Regions from separate parts of the Hordeum vulgare genome. Here region 2 is linked to region 1. A link is a contact called in public Hi-C data. All regions are on one chromosome and are shown on one strand. The core of a region is the stretch at or near the end of the contact, and the rest is flanking DNA. Distances in the headings are between cores, read along the strand shown.

The links. A called contact is a pair of places that touch in the nucleus more often than the background predicts.
Region 2: a Hi-C map of leaf shows a contact between it and region 1, with 7 times the contacts expected there. The contact joins the enhancer-like site here to the promoter of LOC123395529 in region 1. A contact is called at or near these places in 2 of 6 Hi-C or Micro-C datasets (leaf and seedling) and 1 of 1 datasets of contacts at active chromatin or transcription factors (embryo).

The regions. Positions count from the first base shown.
Region 1 is chr5H:333,000,655-333,007,336 of MorexV3_pseudomolecules_assembly, reverse strand. LOC123395529 (protein trichome birefringence-like 28) reads left to right here and starts at 2,986. Exons shown (of 4, transcript XM_045090532.1): 1 at 2,986-3,737; 2 at 3,879-4,250; 3 at 4,356-4,511. The coding sequence starts at 3,283. LOC123395530 (DEAD-box ATP-dependent RNA helicase 35A-like) reads right to left here. Exons shown (of 2, transcript XM_045090533.1): 2 at 4,520-6,319. The coding sequence ends at 5,440. It also overlaps the pseudogene LOC123396677.
Region 2 is chr5H:333,290,348-333,297,029 of MorexV3_pseudomolecules_assembly, reverse strand. No RefSeq gene overlaps it. Among protein-coding and RNA genes, the nearest start is that of LOC123397453, 78 kb to the left of the region's middle. Within about 2 kb of position 2,964, at least 3 of the 3 cell types and tissues checked have open chromatin away from gene starts, as enhancers often do. A contact at or near this core is called in leaf and seedling, where this site is marked.

The DNA of each region.
Region 1 (6,682 bases), core at 1,737-4,236:
CTGAACTTTTAGCTCCCCGTATGTGTGTGATCACTTGTTGAGTTTTCCAACGTGATCAGTTTTCTTATGAATTCGTGGGATTTTATATTCTAATCAAGTCCCGCAGTTCTGAGTTTTAATTCATGTGCAATAGTCACAAACAGATCTGCCTTGGATTCAAAATATTGCAGGCTTGAACTTATTTACATTTCAGTCAACTTTTGTTCACCAATGTCAGCCAGTGGGAGAGCCAAGTTTTCCTTCGACTATTCTAAATTTTCCTTGGACTATTCTCAATTTGTAATTTGCAGCTGAATTCTGAGTACATTTATGCCATCTATAGAAATAGATGGCCTGATGTGCCACTGTGCAACATCACGACGACGAACATCACCCAGTGAACACTGAAAAATTCTCGGATCAATACGCATTTGCGACTTGTTGTTCTGTCCTGTTTTAGTAAGGTTGCATCTCTTCTATTCTATAATCTTTTGGTAATTTTGTAGATTAGGAAGTTTAATTCTTTTCTGATGATAGTTTAACTGTAATCAGGATATGGAATCTGCATGTCCATTTTACTGTATGTATCTGTTTTTACACTTCTATTATAGGTCTCGGAGTATTATGCCCGTTCAAGAAGCACAAGACCGAGCCTCTTCAGCAAGATTTTCAATATTAAGGGGGAAATCTTAAGGTGTACAAGTAAACACACAAAGCTCTAGATATATTTAGTAATAAATTTTCTTTGTACCTTGCATTGTAATTACACATGGGAAATAGAGATGAGGTTCTCCATGTCAGCTGCAATCACAGATCTAAGAACCACCTTTTTAATGTAATTGATAAAATGATCAAAGAGTAACCGTGTGACTCACTATGCAGAGAAAGTGTAAGAACGACACACCTATTAACCCTGAATGTTATCAAGTTCAGGTATTACCATTATTGTATATATTCAAGCAGTGTGATGTAGTTACCATGACACATATCTTCACGAGAGAAGTTTTTGTGAAGCTGTAGCATAGGATAGCTTTTCTTCAGCACAGTTCAGATCATCATTGAATGAAATAAGAACATACCCATTACTTGTGTGAAATCTTATAGGATAGGAAAGACGTTTATGCAGACTGAACTTGACATTTTGCGAACTTATGTTGACACAAACTATAGTCCGGGTCTCTGGCTTGGTGCTACCTTTATGGTGTTGTAGGTGCCATTCTTATTGGCCTGCTGGTACATATTCAGTTAATCACGCAGATTTATAGGAATATAGGCAAGACTGGAATGTGTTCATCTGAAAACCTATAGACGCTTAACAATATATTAGTGATCTTGGATGCTATCACCTACATAGACTTTTTCCCGTAATAGTGTGCTTCCAGTTTTTTGGTTCATGGACGATCACACCTAGCTCTTCGAGTATGTTGGTTCATGAACAATCAGAAAGGGGGATCTACCGTCTTCGTGATGGTTCGACCTCGAGCGATCCCCCTCCTACCGCTAGCCTTCTCACCGTTCCACCGATTTTTTTCAATCCCTCCATAAACCAGGCGATAAACCAGCCGATTATAGTTCAATAAAAAACCTACATCGCACCTGGAACCACCACCCTTCGGTTGTTTCTTATGCCATTTTTGTTGTTGTTATTTTTTTATCTTGTTACTGATAGTTATTTTTATGAATAGGTTGGGCCAAAGCAAATATCATCTATGATGTCATAGCAAAGGTTATCTGTCATGTAAGGCTGCTTCTGCCTTTTTTCGTTCTCGAGTAACTCGTTGTTATCCTGATTCCCACACAAGCAAGGATACTAAATTTGGAGCAAAGTACTTAATGCGCAAAATAATTCAGATATCATTATGTTCAATGTACATACTTTACTTCAGATAGATCATGTATTCTTGTAAGTACAAGATGTAGGCACTAGAAAAAGAATGTAATAACATGTAGCCATCTAGAATTATTCGGAGCATTCTAGAATAATATGCCCACTTCCATTATTCAGCTGATTATCTGTTGTGCTTATATAAAGAAAAAATATCCAAGGATTTCAAACAACGGTGGAGAAGGTCGAGGTGATCTAAGACCAGTCAATCCAGTCTTGTTTTGCATACAGATTTGACTATGGTTTGGGTCTGGAATTCAAGATTGAGCATGAACCTATCAGATTTTGTTTCCGTTTTCAAGGGAAGATGTTATATATGTCATGATTGCTGGTATTGGCTCAATTTCTACTACATTTATACAAAAAAGATATGTAAAAATGAGGAAAGTGAGTAAATCACATGCTTTTTGTTACTCAGTTGTTCATATTTAGAACTAGATAGAGGGAAAGAGAGTTGCTAGCTCATACTAGAGTGAAGGTCATTAGGACTTCAATTTTTTGTATAGTACCTTATATGATGGCATGTAGTTTTTGTATATACATATACTTGAGATGTTTCTAGGTAAATCTGGAGCTATGATGAGTTATCACAATAAATTTCGTATATACATATGATGGCATGTAGTTTTCGTATCTACGTATACATGTACTTCTCTTTTTTATCATCTTCCCAAATGTATGTTCTTTTGCCTTACTCCCTTTGATGAGTTATCACAATAAATTCAGGTTTGAAAAATACATGAAGCATTGGTTTGAATTGTTTGGTTAATACAAATTATGAATTTTCAGAAAAACAACTCACCATTCATGAGTGTTATTAATCCATACAAAAAGCAAGAGACACAACATAAATGCGGTAACATATCATGTCATCGTAAATGTTAACATACCATATAAGAGAAACGCACACCTACGCATAGGGTATGATGTCCCGTGGCAACGCACAAGCGATCAACTAGTCATGAAATAATCGTGCAACGGGGCACAGCTGGGAGGTGCGTGCCCCGCAGCCCCTACGAATTTCCGCACATGAATTGGGCTGTGTATGTGTATGAATTGGAATCTTCCAAAGTATGAACACGCTAGTCTAGTTGACGGAAGCCGCTTCTTTAATTTTTCTACTACTACTGTCAGCGTGAAGCGAGGTGGTGTGGTGGTGGGGGGCGGCCGATAGATCTTGACCGACGCCACACGGCCGGACGCCGACAAGCTCCCTACAAATCAGGACACCACCACCTCCTTGCCGGAGTCGTCGGAGCTGGGCAGGGCAGGGCAGGGCAGGGCACCTCCCCTTTCTCACTCCACCACCATCACCACCCCCAGATCCCCTCTTCCTCGCTGCCGACACCCACCCACCAACGAACCAGCCACAGCCCTTCCGCGCGTCCCCGGCGGCGGTCAGACCACAAGCCGCCGCCATGCCGCCGGCCTCCACCTCGCCGTCCACCGCCCCGGCGGCCACCAAGCCGCCCCCGCGCCACCCCCTGGGGCTGGACACCCTCGCCTCCACCAGCCGGTCCCTCTTCGCCGCGGGCCGGCGGTCCCCGGTCACCACGCTCGTCTGCGCCATCGCCCTCCTCGCGCTCATCATGTACGGCGAGGACGCGCGCACCATCGCCGAGCTCTCCATCGACGACTACCTCTACCCGGACGCCGACATCTACAACGTCTCCGGCCTTGCCCCCATCGCGCTGCCCCCGCCCACCTGCGACCTAGCCCACGGCCGCTGGGTCTTCGACAACGAATCCCTCCCCCTCTACCGGGAGAAAGAGTGCACCTTCCTCACCAAGCAGGTCACCTGCCTCGCCAACGGCCGCAACGACGATACATGGCAGTACTGGCAATGGCAGCCCAACAACTGTTCCCTCCCCACGTATGCGCTCGATCGCCTCCTTTCATTTCGTTCCCCACCTTTGCTAGATCTGCAACACGGAAGTGCCAAAGCTTTTGCATCTTCTTTCATGGCTGATCAATTCGATCGTTTGGTTGGTGAATCGTGGATGGATTCAATCAGGTTCGACGCCAGGAGGTTCATGGAGAGGATGAGGGGGAAGCGGCTCATGTTCGTGGGGGACTCGCTGAACAGGAACCAGTGGGAGTCGCTGGTGTGCATGGTGCAGTCCATCCTGAGCAAAGGGAGGAAGAAGATAGTCAAACGGGGATCGCTCACCATCTTCCACGCCAAGGAGTACCGCGCCACTCTCGAATTCTACTGGGCGCCATTCCTTGTCGAGTCCAACTCCGACAACCCCAAGATCCACAGCATCGAGCACCGGATCATACGGCCTGAGAGGATCGAGGGGCACGCCCAGTATTGGAGGGATGTGGACTACCTCATCTTCAACACCTACATCTGGTGGATGAACACCGCCGACATGAAAGTTCGGTCAGTCAGTCGGTCATCTCTGTAAACATTTTATTAGCCACACCATTGTATCTGCTTGAATTGCATGCTAAATGGTAGCTGTTTTGTCTATTCGAATTTTTGCAGGAGACCAGATACAAGGTATTGGTCAGAGCACGACGAGGTGCCGAGGATCGAGGCCTATGGCCGGGTGCTCAAAACATGGTCCGACTGGCTGAACGAGAATATCGATCCGGCGCGGACATCCGTGTTCTTCATGACAATTTCTCCTCTTCACATCAGGTGATTAAAAGTTGCATTTGTGACGATATTTTCCTGCCATATGAGTAATGGTGGTTCATTAGGGTCTTCGGTAAGTTCTTTAGGTCCTAGAGCAATGTTACGACAATGCAACAACTTCATTGCTTTGAACCACTCTCTATGCAATAGGACACCAAACCTAAGCTTAATAATTAAAAATGGTCGTTAAGTCCCAGTCGCGTTCTAGATAAGCAAGCTACCCGCTTTCTAGTATGAATGTCACAATGTCATTGTCCATCAAGTGGAGCTCAGCTGTTAGGTTTGCTCATGACCCACTAGGAACAAAACTGGCCTAATTTCTGTCCCTTATAGTCAGCATGGCAACTGTCAAGTCAATTTCACACTGGACCTTTGAAACCTCCGTATGGTGTTATACTCTTGGTATCATAACATGCTCATGGCACTTAATCTTTAGAACTTTCAAACCTTAATAGTAATGGACCAGATGGATTTGAAAGTTCAGTTTGAAATGTCTCGATGTTCTTCTGGAGGATTGTATGATGATTCACATGCTATCTGAAACCATTAATTAAAGGCAAAGAAACGCCCATATTATTCCTTTAAAGATCCCTACAAATTTCTTGGTGGGTCCGGCTACCAAAGGAGATTAAAAAGCATCATTTGGTACAACAACAAAAGGCAGTCTGTTTCACATGGGTGTGTGGTACAGGGTGTGATGGAAGTGGGTGGCACCTTGTGCACCACACAAGCAACATGCATTACTAGGTTTTGACTTGCGAACACCCTCCAGAAAAGAAAAAAAGAGTTTCCTACTGTATCTGGATTGTCATCTCATTGTTTATTGATGTCCACACATATAAGGTAAGGTATGGTGTATCTCAAGCATGGATGAACTTACGTTGCAGCATTTTAGTTCTTGAAACAGCATATACACAGTAATATGAGGAAATCATATTTCTCCTCGGTAACCTCCACCACCGTAGTAATCTCTTTTTTCAGCCATCGCCGCGGACCTCTGGTGCTCCAGCTTAGGACAGTCAGCAATACGATGCCCAAGGCCACCACATGATGCACATCCCTTTACACCACTCGCCTTAGCGATAGCTTCAGCATCCTCCAGCGGGTCAACGAGCTCAGCAAGTACTGGTGGGATTCTTTGCTTCGCTTCCTTGAGCAAATGCTTCAGGTCAAGAAGCGTAGTCTCTGTCTGGTTCTTGTTGATGAATGTAGTTGCTATTCCAGTTTTTCCACATCGACCAGTTCGACCAATCCTGTGGACATAGTTCTCTATCTCGGCGGGCATATCATAGTTAATCACATGCTGGATATCAGGGAAATCAAGACCCTTTGAGGCAACATCAGTAGCTACCAAAACATCCTTCTTTCCATTCTTGAAGAACTCAATCGCGCCCTGTCTTTCCTCCTGATCTTTTCCTCCATGGATTGCAACTGCTTCAACACCCTTTAGAAGAAGATACTCATGGATGTAGTCAACATCAGCTTTGTTTTCACAAAAGATAAGAGCTGGAGGTGGAGTCTTTTGAAGACATTCAAGGAGGTATATAATTCTGGCATCTTCCTTGACATACTCAACTTCTTGAATGACATCAAGATTTGCTGCTCCAGCTCTTCCAACATTGACAACAACTGGCTTCACGAGGGCGCTCATTGCAAAGTTCTGAATCTTCTTCGGCATAGTGGCAGAAAAAAGAAGGGTTTGCCTTGGTGCCTTGAAATTATCTTTTACCTTGAAATGGTTAAGAACCTCCCGAATATCATCCTCAAATCCAAGATCAACAAGCCTGTCAGCTTCATCTAAAGTTAAATACCTGTACAAATCAAGAAAGCGCTATTAAGAAATTTGAAAGCTGTATGCAGTGCTTTTTAAAGACACACTGGGAGGTTTTACTCCATTTTAAAAAGGTGGTTATCTCCTAGGTAATTGGGGGATATTTAATATATATATCTCTTGGTACTGCAGCATCTAGGATCAGAATGGTGCTACCAAGCCAATCTACTCCCTCCGTCACGGTTTAGAAGGCGTACTTGGAAATTCTCTGGAACCTAGGTGGTTATTGATTGGCTGTGAGATGAGCTAAAAAATAGTATTCACACTACGCATGCATATAGAAGTAGTACAACGGAGTACTAATTAGCTGATAGGAGTAAATGCAACACGCCCTAAACCTTGT
Region 2 (6,682 bases), core at 1,715-4,214, 290 kb before region 1:
GCAGAGTGCTCTGTTTTAAGCGGACACATTGACGTAGGGCATCTCCAACATTATCCATTAAATCGGATGCATCAAATGTCTGCAGACGTGTCCAGGATTGTGGTCCTGAGTGCATCAAATAATTGTATCGGGAATGGCTTTCTCCATTGACGTGAATATGTAGATCAACATCAATTTAGCATATGTTAATATAAGTACAAAAATATATGCAATCACAACCAAAAAGCGATGACGACTGCAAGACCAGCATCCGCCGATTCACACGCTTTGCTGGACGAGGTACCAGGTGACCAGCCGTCGTCAAAGCATCCTTCCTTTCCTTTTATTTGATTAGGCGAGCCGAGCATGCCGTTGTGTTGGCCTTGTGGACGGCGGGACTATGAACATCTCAGTCTGCACCTCTTCCGGTTAAATCGTAGCGGCGGACGATGAAACTGGAAGGAAGTGGGATGAATGATGGCTGCCATCAGAGTGAAGACAGCGGAGAACGGGCGGGTTTTCGCTTGAAAATATTGTAAAATTGTCCAAATGTACGGCTTCTTCCTCAGTTTTGGCTAGGTACGTAGTGTCGAATATCCACTTGACAACCGTGCGGACGTCCGCAAATCGTCCTTGGGAAAGTAGTGGCTGCATCCAACTTCGATGCACCCATGAAGTGAACAGTAAATTTAAAAAAAATCTAAAACTTGATGGATGTGATTATGAGCAAATGTTTTAGGACTTGCAAAGTTTGGTCACCAAAAAACATCAAATGATCTTCATACAAGACGAAATACAAATGATACGCTGCACCCACGTTATTGTTTACATGTTTTTAGTATTTTTTTTTTGTACAAAGCTCCTAGGATGTCATTTCGTCACCAAATTTTACAAGCACCTAAAATATTTGGTCATTATCACAGCCACAAAGTTTTAGTTTTTTTTTAAATGTTTTGCTAAGCTTTTGGTTGTGGATGCACCGTGCGTGCATGGGTGCACAAAAGCCACTCTCATCGTCCTTGTTCTGCTTCCCGTTTGCAAGTATTCGAACGTGTCGAATAACAGAAAATGTCCAAGCCAGTATTGCTTGGGAGGTTTAGCCATGTTTTGGCGGATGGCGTTGAAGATGCCCTTAGTTGATCGTCCTTGTTCTGCTTCGGGTTTGTAAGGATTCGAACGTGTTGAATAACACAATATGTCCAAGCCGTAGTTGTTTGGAGGTTTAGCCATGTTTTGGTGGATGGTGTTGAAGATGCCCTTAGTTGATCTCTAACTAGCTTTTCTCCTTCTCTCTTGCACGCATGCTTTTCCTTCTGGTGGATACGAAACTCTTCATGCAGACAGAGATCGAGATGGTCATAAGATACAAGTTATTGGTGTCGTATCACGCGGATGCTTAACGGGATCGATTTCTTGTTGAAATTAAGGGGGTTTCCTAACTAATGATGCTCTCAATCGGTGCACCCACCACGGACTAGCCCCACTAGATTACTCCCGAAAGAAATTAGAGAGGCAAGACAGGTTCGACCAACCCAGACAGCGAGATCACAACCACGATTAAAAGTAGTCTCTGCAATTTGCCACATTTCCGCGGGCTTTATATTGATCATCGCATCACATGCATGGGCCGCGCTGCAAGCGAAGCAAAGCAAAGCAAATCCCCCTTTGCTCCACCACCAGCATATGCATATCGACCGTCCCTTACGTACCACGATTAACTAGTAGTTATATTAAGCGTCTCCATCTGATGAAGCGTCTCTTTCGCATCACCCGTCGTCTTCGCTTTGCCGCTTGTCTTCTCCAATAATCGCTGTACCAACTCGTGATTAGTTAGCAGGAACAGCACAACGACACCCCATGGCAGCCTATCGTTGCTCTCGTTAAGCAATGTCACTAATTGATTGATCGCTGATCACTCCGAGTGAATAACGGCGTAAATCTACTACACTGCTTTTGCTTGGAAAAAAACGGCGTATACCTTTTTTTTTTTTTTTTTATGTCGCCGTGTGCTTATATAGTATCATCACGATGCATGCATGACGATTCTCTAATCAATTTGGTTACGCAAACGTGTGGCTGGAAGCTCACTCCATCCTGACACAGTAGAGGGACCTAACCATGTTTACCAAGAAGAGGGAGCTTGGTTGGTTAACGTGTTTGCAGGTAGGAGTACGTTGCAACAGCCAGCTGGTCGAGGTAGGTAGTTGAGAGCGAGGTACTCCTATGCCGCAAGGTTAGTGTTCGTCCGTGTGTCCATCTAATCTAATCTAATCTAATCAAGCGTGTCTTGCAAGAAGACCGCCGGTCTAGAAAGCTTGATTGTCTATTTCGTTTCTCTGCTTTTGTCTCACGCTTATTCGCTCACTTAGGAGTAAGTGTCCGGTTGACTTTTGTCGTAGGAGGATTTTTCTCCTGCATTGACGCAAACATCGCTTCCTTCATAGGCTTCTTTTGTGTGTACGTTAAATAGTTGAATAAAACAATGTACACACGGCTGCCGCTGAGCTCAGCTACGGATCCCTTAAAAGCAAGTATAATAAGGTACAGTCAGCAGACTGTAAGGATTAAAATAGTATATTTTTGTTGTAAGCCCAACAAATATGTACTCTTTCGGTCTGTCTCAAAACAAGTGTCGTGTTTTTAGTTCAGATAACTTATAGCAGAAATAAGTCTGAATACTGCATCAAATTAAGTGTTTTCTTCAAGGATGATTAAATTACTTTGATCAAATGACTGCGTATGAATATGAGAAGCGCCTTAAAGGTATACTGATATTTTATGGAGAGGACAGCGCGTATGGCAGGATCTCAGGATCAGAAGCAGAAGCACAAGACTCTTTTGGGAAGTGGACCAGCTGCACCAGAAAGTTGGTGGATCATTTTCCTACGTCAACATCATAAAACACGTGACGAACTTCTCGCCTACATTATCACAGTACACTGTGCGCTGACCGTTGGAAGCACTCGCAAGAGAGGCTGACTGGTGGTCCCGTGAAATGATTAAGCAAGAACTTTCAGATGCATATAGTTTATTGTTAAGGTTGTAACTGCCACGAAGCTTGGTGAACAAAATAATGATAGTGGTAGCTAGCCACATGCATGTTGTCAAGAAATATTGGCTGCACTGGTGGTTGCAGAAAGGCCATGGATTGCTTTAGAAGCACACCTAAGAGCAACTCCAATGAGGTTGGTGATCCATTTCATCTGTCGTCGTCCGTTTGGATCGGCGCACACACAAAAGAGGGTCCAACGCGTCGACTCATTTTGAAAACATGTCCGCTCCATGTTCGCGACGATCCATTTTCGGTCCAAATTTGGGTCTGAAATGCGTCGGCGTGGACGCGAAGCGGACGCGCGCGCCCTCTTGGTGTCCGCCCCAACCACCACGGTCAACATAATTTATGACGCCGCCCTTCTCGGACCCACGCGTCAGCCACTGTGGTTAGCCTTTTTCAATCCGAGCGTGCGGTGGGGTTCGGCCATCTGCTTCCAGAACCCTCCCCCGTCCCCATCTCGCCACCCCTCTGTTTCCTCGTCGACGACCTAGCAGCCATGGACAACGGCGACAACCTAGTCGTCTATGCGTGTGCGATGCTTCCAGAGGAGGTCGCCTACCTGCAGGCTAAGAGGATGATGCACCAGGCGCACGAGCGCGCCCGTGCTACGCCCGGCTTCGCCCAGAACACCCTCGTCGTCCAGCCCCGCGCACTTCTTCCAAAGGAGGCCGTCGACCTTCATGCTAAGATGGCGCCGCGCCTCGCGAACGAGCGCACTCGTGCTGCGCCACCGCCGACACCAACACTACCTGCGCCGGCACAACCCGACCACGCCGCCGCCGCCGAGGATGCCTAGGTTTTTTTTCCATATATAATGTGACGCGTGGACTCTCGTCGGCCTTCGTGGCCGGCTTTTAATGTTTAATTATGCATGTTTAGTGCACGCCGCCAAAAATGGGTCGAGCCAGCGTTGGGCGCATGCGCCGACCCAAACGTCGAAGCAGACGTTCGTGTCTGCCTGGCCGACCCAAACGGACAAAAAGCAAACAAAATTGCCGTCAGTTTGGTCGGCCCGTTGGAGTTGCCCTAAGGTAAGGGCTTTGGGCATCTTGAGCGTAGACCCCTAAAATAGACGTTGTATTCGTCTATGCGTAGATAATGATACAAGAACGAGTCATCCTAGGTTGTTCACATACATGATTTCTATGCAAATAAGATGATTTTTCACTTAAACATAAACACATTTATTACATTTTTAATATATTTCATTGACAAAAACACCTCGAAGTTAACATAAATCTTCGCTGGAGTCCGTTCTTCAAGTCCATGTTGTTCTCCATGCCAAGTATCTTCCGACTATGAGCGCTAGGGGGTGAAGTTGCGGGTCATATGTGAGGAAGAGCAAGACAAGAGACACAAGCATGGCCCACATGGGATATGAAGCGCCGTATCCCACATCCTCCTCTTCCTCGTTGGAGTCCGTGTCCTGGACGTAGCCGGTGGAGGTGAAGTCCATGATGGACGTGGACTGGCTAGTCTTGTGGTCATAGCAGTGCCAATGGCGTTCCCGTCTACGATGGACTACGACTTTGACTCCACCGCCAAGCATTGCATGCGGCCTCATAGAACACTCAATGCTCCTCGACAAAGTTCGGGTCCTCCGGAACCATGGCCGCCACGACCTCTGCACTCACAAACTCATCATAGATTTGGCACTCCACCAGTCGGCGATGCTCGAGGAGGACGGGGTTGTAGCAGTACTCCTTCTACGCCTGTGGGAACATCGACACCGGCTACAGCTCCTCTGGTTGCACCTCCGCCATGACGACATCAAAGTGTGCCTAGCCCCACTCCATGTTGAAGTCGGCATGAACACGAGCAGGGAGGGGTGATGTCTCGTTGTTGGGTGCTTTCTCCATCATTGGGTGTCACCGCTCACCGTCGGCGAGCTCGCCGGCAAGCCGGCCTTGATATGCGGCGCATGATGACCCTATCAACCAACTGCAAGGTCGACCACCTCGTGCTTCTACTTCGTTGAGAGGCTCTCCCAGATTGCTCTATGGGGGTGTTTGTTTCCAGGGACTTTTTGGTGTAGGGACTAAAAAAAGTCTCAAAAAGTCCCATGTGAAACAAACAGGAGGGACTTTTAGGGACTAAAAGGGGGTATTTGGGACTATTTGGAGAAGTCCCTATGAGAGGGTCTTTTTAGGACTTTTTGGCACTTTTTCCAACAATGCCCCTACTTTTAGCATGTCACTTAATAACTACTACTACATTACTAAGGGTAACATGGTCTTTTTGCATGTCATTTAATGACCTCTAGTCCCTATTTAGTCCCTGGAAACAAACGGGTAGGGACTAGGGACTTTTAAGTTGGAACTAAAAAAAGTCCCGGGACTTCTGAAACAAATAGGGCCTATATCTCATGGTCATGGCGAAAGTTGTGCATTGATGAGCATTAGAAGCGCATATGGTGTGGTGCGGATTGTCGGGAAGACCGCGTTAAATAGCAGGTGTCAGTTGGGCCAAGCAGTGGGTTGTGCCGATGAGGGTGTCAAAGTGAATTTCTCGGTCACCACGCATGTTTAATGCCGGCAAGCAGACGAGTGGGAGCCGGTTTCAATGTGGTACAATTCCATCTCGTCATATCAAATCATGCCGCTCCCACATTGAATAGTCATAGAGACCGGGATGCGATGTGGGCGGCGTTCTCAACTAGCGCGTTGCTTCAGTGTCAGCTCCAATGAGAGGTTGGTCTATCCTCGGCCGGTATGAATGCGCTACATGCACTCTGGGCGACATGAATGCAGTGCTGGGAGCGAAGGCGTATTTGTTGGGGAACGTAGTAATAATTCAAAATTTTCCTACGTGTCACCAAGATTAATCTAGGAGATGCTAGCAATGAGTGAGGGAGAGCATCTTCATACCATTGAAGATCGCAAAGCGGAAGCGTTTCTATGAACGTGGTCAATGGAGTCGTACTCGCGCCGATAAACCCCGAAACCTTTCCGGTGACCGAAACTGGACTTCGCATATATAAATCTTCACCTTCGGACTATTTCGGAACTCCCCGTGAAGTTCGTGATCTCATACGGGATTCCTAACAACCTTCGGTAACCACATATACAATTCTCATTACAACTCTAGCGTCACTGAACCTTAAGTGTGTTGACCCTACGGGTTCGGGAACCATGCACACATGACCGAGACACCTCTCCGGCCAATAACCAACAGCAGGATCTGGATACTCATGTTGGCTCCCACATGTTCCATGATGATCTCATTGGATGAACCACGATTTCAAGGATTCACTCAATCCCCTATACAATTCCGTTTGTCTACCTATATGATACTTGCCCGAGATTCGATCATCGGTATCCCTATACCTTGTTCAATCTCGTTGTCGGCAAGTCTCCTTACTCGTTCCATAACACATGATCCCGTGGCTAACTCCTTAGTCACATTGAGCTCATTATGATGATGTATTACAGAGTAAGCCCAGAGATACCTCTCCGTCACACAGAGTGACAAATCCCAGTCTTGATTCGTACCAACCCAACAGGCACTTTCGGAGATACTATTAGTGCACCTTTATAATCACCTAGTTACTTTGTGACGTTTGTTACACCCAAAGCATTCCTACGGCAACCGGGAGTTGCACAATTTCATGGTCTAAGGAAATGATACTTGACATTAGAAAAGCTCTAG